2 separate regions of the Gossypium raimondii genome follow, and region 2 is linked to region 1. The links are chromatin contacts, called in public Hi-C maps. All regions are on one chromosome and are shown on one strand. Each heading gives the region's core, a stretch centred on a gene start, on an enhancer-like site or on the middle of the called end of the contact. The rest is flanking DNA. Distances are from core to core; before and after follow the strand shown. Region 1 holds the start of LOC105763414 (casein kinase II subunit alpha-2). Region 2 holds the start of LOC105763418 (peroxidase 51).

Region 1 (3,240 bases), core at 294-2,793:
ATCTATATCTAATATCTTCTCCAACTTAATTGAACTTTAATTAAATTCCTTCAAATAAGTAATTTTAAATTATAAACAGACATATTTTCCGTAAGTTAATTTTTTTTAATTTTGTGCAACCAATTTTAAAAAAATAGTAATTTTGTGTAATATTTTTCCATATTATTGACACATAATTTGGTAATTATTTTGTCATGAACACTAAACTCAGAACCTTAAACCTTAAACTCGAATCATGAACCTTAAACTTTGAACCTCGAACCTCGAGGTTAGGGTTTGGGTTGGAGATTTAAGGTTTATATTTAGGGTTTAAGAGTATAGGGTCACATGTTTAGGGTTTAGCATTCAAAACTTTGAGGTTTATGGTTTGTGTTTAGGGTTCAAGTGTTTGAGATTTTAGGTTTTGAATTTAGGGTTCGAAGTAAAAAAATTATCAAAATTATGTGCCAAAGACATGAAAAAAAATTGTTGAAATGTGGTTTAATAATTGGAAATGGACCATAAATAATGTGGTGAGAATGGTCTATAAAATAAATTCTCTATAGATAAATGTATAATAATAATTTCATATCTTTAAAATTTGATAATGTGGCAAAATTTTATTGATAGTAAAAAAACTTTAGTTGATAGGATATCATAAGGGAAATTATTCCCTTTAAATTTTATATTAATATTAATATTAATATTAAATAAAATAAAATAAAAACCCTCCCCATCCCGTCCCTTCCTACCACCGTCCCTCTCCCTCTCCGTCTCTGCTGATTTTCTACTGCAGCAACAGCAACAACTTGAAAGAAATGATACCAGACATAGAGATGACAGCATTGAGAGTAGACATGACGAGAGAAAGCACCAATGCTATCTTGTTTGAAGCAAATCCAGCGAACTGAATTATTGTTGGGCTGAAATACATAACAGTAATGATACCCGAAAACTGTTACGCAACCTGAACCGCCACCCCAGCATGGAGTCCCCTTCGCACGACAACATTGCTTAAAGCCCCTTCCAATTTTGTTATCAAATTATCCCCAATGGCTTGTTCATCAGCTTTCTCTGCTTCATTGGAGTTTCTAAGAGCAATCAGTTCAGATTTAACTTCACTAGCAGGACAAATCTTCATTTGCAATCAATTATGATATAATACGTAAAAATAGTTGAGGGTAACATCTCGTTATTTATGATTTTAACAGTAATGGTCAAGATAATCGATTTTTTAATTGGACGAGATTATATGTGTAGTTTACCTTATAATTGCTTTCCTTCAAAATTGACCAGCTATTCTTTTAAAGAGGAAACTAATTTGCTCATATCAAAATGGAGAGATATTTTGTTCTTTTAGGAGATAAACATCCGGTGGTCTCAATATCAAAATAGGTTAGATCCCAGCAGCTCAGCTCGGCTAAGCAAGCAAAGGCCCTAACTCCCCTCCCTACTCCCATTTCTCTCCAAAACCAAAACTTAGCCGAATCACCATTCAAATAAATGGGCTGGCTTGGCTTGGCTTGGCTTGGCTTGGCTTGGCTTGAGTGAACGAATTATGCCCGACGCACCACCACCAACCCACCAATCTTACTCCACCTCTTGCTATTTTTTGCCATCTTCGCTTCCCGCCCTCTGCTCGCCCACTACTGTTCCATTAACCGTGAGATCGACAAGATCTCCAGCCCTTATCGCTGGCAAGTCATGTCCAAATCTCGCGTTTATTCTGACGTCAATGTCCTTCGTCCCAAGGAGTATTGGGATTACGAGTCCCTCACTGTTCAATGGGGGTAAATTTTTTAAATCGATCGTTGATTAGGTTGTTCTCGAATTTCCTTTAATCAATTTTTAAACCAAGTCACATCAGCTAATCTGAATTGAAGATTATGTAATTTGCTTAAAGTTAGAATCTTCTAATGTTACTAACCTTAAGCATTTTCTGCAATTTTTCTAATGAAAATCCGATTCGGTTCATCAATGAGCATAAATTGATATCGTTTCGGTTATATTCGGTTCTGTATTAGGGATCAAGATGGTTATGAGGTTATTCGGAAAGTTGGAAGGGGTAAATACAGTGAGGTTTTCGAGGGTAAAAATGTCAATAACAATGAACGCTGTGTAATCAAGATCCTCAAACCTGTCGAGAAAAAAAAGGTTGCTAGTTAAGACTTCAATTATATTTATATGTGATGAAATCTTAAGGCATAGCCGCCATGATCAATAATCCTATCATTATTTTTTGTTATTATTGGTAGATTAAGAGAGAGATAAAAATCCTTCAGAATCTATGTGGTGGTCCAAATATTATTAAACTTCTTGATATTGTTAGAGATCAGCACTCCAAGACGCCTAGCTTGGTATTTGAGTACGTCAACAATACAGATTTCAAAGTTCTCTACCCAACTTTGACAGATTATGATATTCGCTACTACATATACGAACTTCTCAAGGTGAAATTACGCCTCTCGTAACAAAATTTTTTATGTATATAACTCTGTTCTATGGTATTTTTTGTTGCATGACCGTTTGTAGTTTTTATTCTTTACTTGATCCAATTCCAAATTATTACTGGCTTTGTTAAGCTTTTGGGGGATTTCTGGGTTGCATTTGGCGTTATAGGATGATAGGAAAAGATTTCTTTGCTTTGTAGGCATTAGATTACTGTCATTCACATGGAATAATGCACAGAGATGTGAAGCCTCACAATATCATGATAGATCATGAGCTGCGCAAACTTCGCTTGATAGATTGGGGACTTGCCGAGTTTTACCATCCTGGAAAAGAGTATAATGTCCGTGTGGCTTCCAGGTAATATTTTGAAGATAGTTTAAGATCTTTATATATTTTCAAGATAGTTTTCTTCTTTAAGATCTTAGTTAGAAAAGGACTAGCCTTATATATTAGTCCATGTTTGAAAAGGAAAAAGAAATCCGTTTGGGATTATTTTACCTGTATGTTTTCCTTGCTCGTACTTGAAATTCTTTCCTTTATAGAAATTGAATATGGCTTGTAATACAGGCATATAGATGCAAAATTTAGCATGAAACTCATTAAACAAGTCGAGCTTGGGGAATTTAGATATGCAATACATTTAATTTTTTTCTCAACTCCTTGAAGAGTGAATCTGTCTTTTCTTTCACTTTTTTATAGACTCTGAGTATTAGCTTTCAATAATCAGGATGTCAGAGAGCTTTGATTCTTTCTTTAGGATACGAAAACCTTCTAGATAATGGAAGACCTATATGTTCTCCAAGCAATTCT
Region 2 (3,463 bases), core at 583-3,082, 130 kb before region 1:
TTTACGATTCAATCATTCCAAACCCTTTCTCTAACTCGTTACAATACCAAGAAATCTTACCAGAAACTAAATAACACACGTCTTTGTATAACAAAAATTCAGCTTCAAGAACCCAACTTTTTTTCTCAGTTAAAGGCAGCACAGTTTCTACGAATGTTGCCGTTCCTCCCAGTCTTGACACCTAGCCGACCCAGCTTACTCATAGCAGTAATAAAGGCTTGGTTAAAAGCCTGGGAGTTGGAGGCCCAGGCGTCTACAGTAGGTCTAGACCTTGTGTCCGTGAATAAAACCTGGTCGGAGGTGAAAAGGCCCTGCCCTTTCTGCAAGTTCTGGAAGTAGACATTGTCAAATGTCCTGGGTGTGTTTGGGTCCATGTTGATGGCTATCCTTGGGTCCACATTCCTGGGGCACATTTGTTGAAGTTGAGTAGCATAGTCCTTATTGAGCGTTGGGTCCACTGCATTTTGACGGCTAAAATTGTATATTCTGTTGGAAAACTTGTCGCAATGTGAGAATCCAAGAGTGTGTGCCGCTGCAAAAACATAAAACCAATGAGAGCCTTTTAACATGGGAAGCTTATGTTGGAAATGCAGACATTGAAGTTGTGGTAATAATAAGACCTGATAGAGCAATCATGTCAGTTTGGCTGAGTCCATTTGCTGCAAAAAGCGAATTAAGCTGATTCAAGTTGAAAGTTGGGTGAGGAAGCTTTCCATTGACACTAGCAGCTGTCGAGCTTAACCCATCCAATCTCCCCAATTCAACAGCATAAGAAGGTCCACCAGACTGTAATTATAATCAGATCACATTCACTAACATATCTGCAACAACGTCAAACAATCATTGTGGTAATATCAAAGAAATAGGAACGAACCATACCATAGCAATAACATCACGGGTAGCCAAAGCCAAGATATCAGCACAAGACACCTTATTTCTGCAACTTGGAACCGCATCAACCGCTGCTTTAGCTTTGATGACGGTGTCAAATCCATCTCCGGCTAACGACAGGTTATCAGGGTGATCTTTTTCAGCTTTGTTGCTACCGGTAGATGCAATCATAACCGAAGCATCACATCCCTGTTAGAAACAATAAATGCACTTGCGATCAAAGGTTGATACATTTTAAGCGAAATGGAGAAAAGGGTAATCTTCAGAAAAAAAAAAAGTGTTGGAAAAAAACCTGGACAAAGCAATCATGGAAGAAGAGACGGAGAGTGGCAGGAACTGTGACGAAAGTTTGGCTGAATTTCTTGGCCACTTCACCTCTAACAATCGCTTCTACATTTGAGCAAGAATTAGCATAGAAATTTTGTCTTAGTTGAGCTGATACTGTGCCAGGAAACAAACAGAAGCTTAGAGAAAATGACAGGAAAACTAAAAGGTTAACGAAGTGACCCATTTGAGAAGAAACTGAGAAATAATGAGTATAAAAGCAGCTATATAGAAAAAGAAGAAAGCTGATTAATGAAAATATAAAAAAGCATATATAGGAAGAAGCTTGGAAGTGGTCCGTGAGAGTAGTAAGTTAGATGAGGAATCTTTTTTAACAGCAAAGAAAGAGTGCCTCAATAATAAGTGATTTAAATAATAGATAAGGAGAGAGTACGGAGCTTGAAAGAGACATCAATGCTTCTCCTTGGCTTTGTCAATGTCAATGGCCGCCTTCATCTCCTTCCACAAACTCAAACTGCTCTCCTCGTTGCCCTACAACTTGGGTTTCGACTACCAACTTGGAATCTCATAGAAACGTGCTCCAAGATCCAACACTTTGAAATAAAAACTAGAGACATAGAGAACATCGAAAAATCCGTAAAACCTCCAAGTCATGAGTTTTTTTAACCTAATACTTTTTCTTTCTTTTTTAACATGAAGAAATACGTACATCTCGATCCAAAAGAGAGCCGTTGGTACAACATTTTCAACTCCTCAATAAATATTAATATCATCTATTTAAATTAATATTTTTCTAAAAAAATTACATATTGGTTAGGATAAATAGAAAATAAATATATCAAGTTTTTATATATTTTAACAAAACATTTAATATTGTTAATTTTTAGCTTTTTAAAGTTAAAATAGAAAAATATTAAAAGGGTGGGACACCAAAAGCAGGCCATGCCATTTTAAGCATAATATTTGATGAAAGTACTTGGCTATAACGTGCAAGTTTGTATAGCTAATCAATACTGGATAAAATTAATATGAAAAAAGAAGGAAAATTTTAACTCCCAAATTTAGATAACCGATGAAAAACCAAAGCAAAGCAATGAAGCACCACTGATACAAGTAAACAAGTAAATAAGGAAAAGTCCGTAATTTTCAGACTCATCCTGGTCCCAGAGTTTACATACAGTAATAATAAAAGAAAGAATATCATTGGCTACTCATCTACGTAAGCTGACGATGGGATTTCATGCCAATTTTGAAGAAAGGTTTGGTAGAAATAATAACAATAAGTCCAAGGCCACCATAATTAAACTTATCATCTAAAATTGAAAAAACTATTAAACAGGAAAATTGATCGTTATTAAACTAAATAAAAATAAAAATCCAAGCATATATTTTTAATTATTACATAAAGATATGAAGTGGGCAATACCCTTCTAAAGGTTTAAATTTTGTATAAAAACTATTTTTGTGAAAGACATGGATGAATCAATAATTAAGTGGGTATGAGAACCCAGCTGGAGAGGAATAATGAGTTTGAAAGGCAATTTTAAGTCTCTCATTGTCGTATTTTTATTTGACAATTTAAACAAAATGTTTTCTATTTTACTATACACAGAGTTCAAATCTGCTGTTTTAATTTTGGTAGAGTGAAGGAATCTTTTGGGCAGAGAATCTTACTGTCAAATTGTTGGTCTTTTTCAACCTGTTGGACTAAATAAAATTTAAAATTCGTGTTTTCCTGTCTTTTTTGTAGGTTTACTTAATACGAGATTTATGTTTAATATCTGGCTTAAAGATTTTGAAATAATATATATTTCAAACGGCAGCATCCATATGTTTTCCCAATTCTATAATAATAGCAAAAGTTTTATATAAATATGTTTAATTTGAGCAGATCACTTGCTCTGGTGAAGGTTATTGGTAAAAAAAAAAAGATGGTAAAATATGATGCAAAATGTGCAAATTGGGCAAAGCGATGATGGGTTTGAAGTAAGTCAAAAGAAAAATAGATTATAAGATAGTTTAAAAATAAATACAGTCACGAACTTTAAGTATAAGTATCATATTTAACTAAAAATTCTACTAGTCATTACAATATTAATTGTACACAAGTTGATATTTAAAATTATCTAAGAAATAAAAGAAAGTAGCTTATTGAAGGAGGGGATGCACAGAGGTTATACAACTACTTCAAAGAACGTGCAATAAAAAATCCTGGATTCATTTATGTATTTTAAGTTGATCAAAGTGGTCACATAGGAAAATGTTTTTGGGCTTATGGGTGCTAGGA

What was found. Hi-C and Micro-C count contacts between places; a contact is called where the count stands out from the background.
Region 2: a Hi-C map of leaf shows a contact between it and region 1, with 2.9 times the contacts expected there. The contact joins the promoter of LOC105763418 here to the promoter of LOC105763414 in region 1. A contact is called at or near these places in 2 of 2 Hi-C or Micro-C datasets (both in leaf).

What each region holds. Positions count from the first base shown.
Region 1 is chr12:15,897,266-15,900,505 of ASM2569854v1, reverse strand. LOC105763414 (casein kinase II subunit alpha-2) reads left to right here and starts at 1,543. Exons shown (of 10, transcript XM_012581649.2): 1 at 1,543-1,769; 2 at 2,004-2,133; 3 at 2,235-2,429; 4 at 2,630-2,787. The coding sequence starts at 1,684.
Region 2 is chr12:16,031,991-16,035,453 of ASM2569854v1, reverse strand. It overlaps LOC105763418 (peroxidase 51), which reads right to left and starts at 1,832. Exons shown (of 4, transcript XM_012581654.2): 1 at 1,184-1,832; 2 at 880-1,080; 3 at 621-786; 4 at 1-532. The coding sequence starts at 1,402. The coding sequence ends at 126.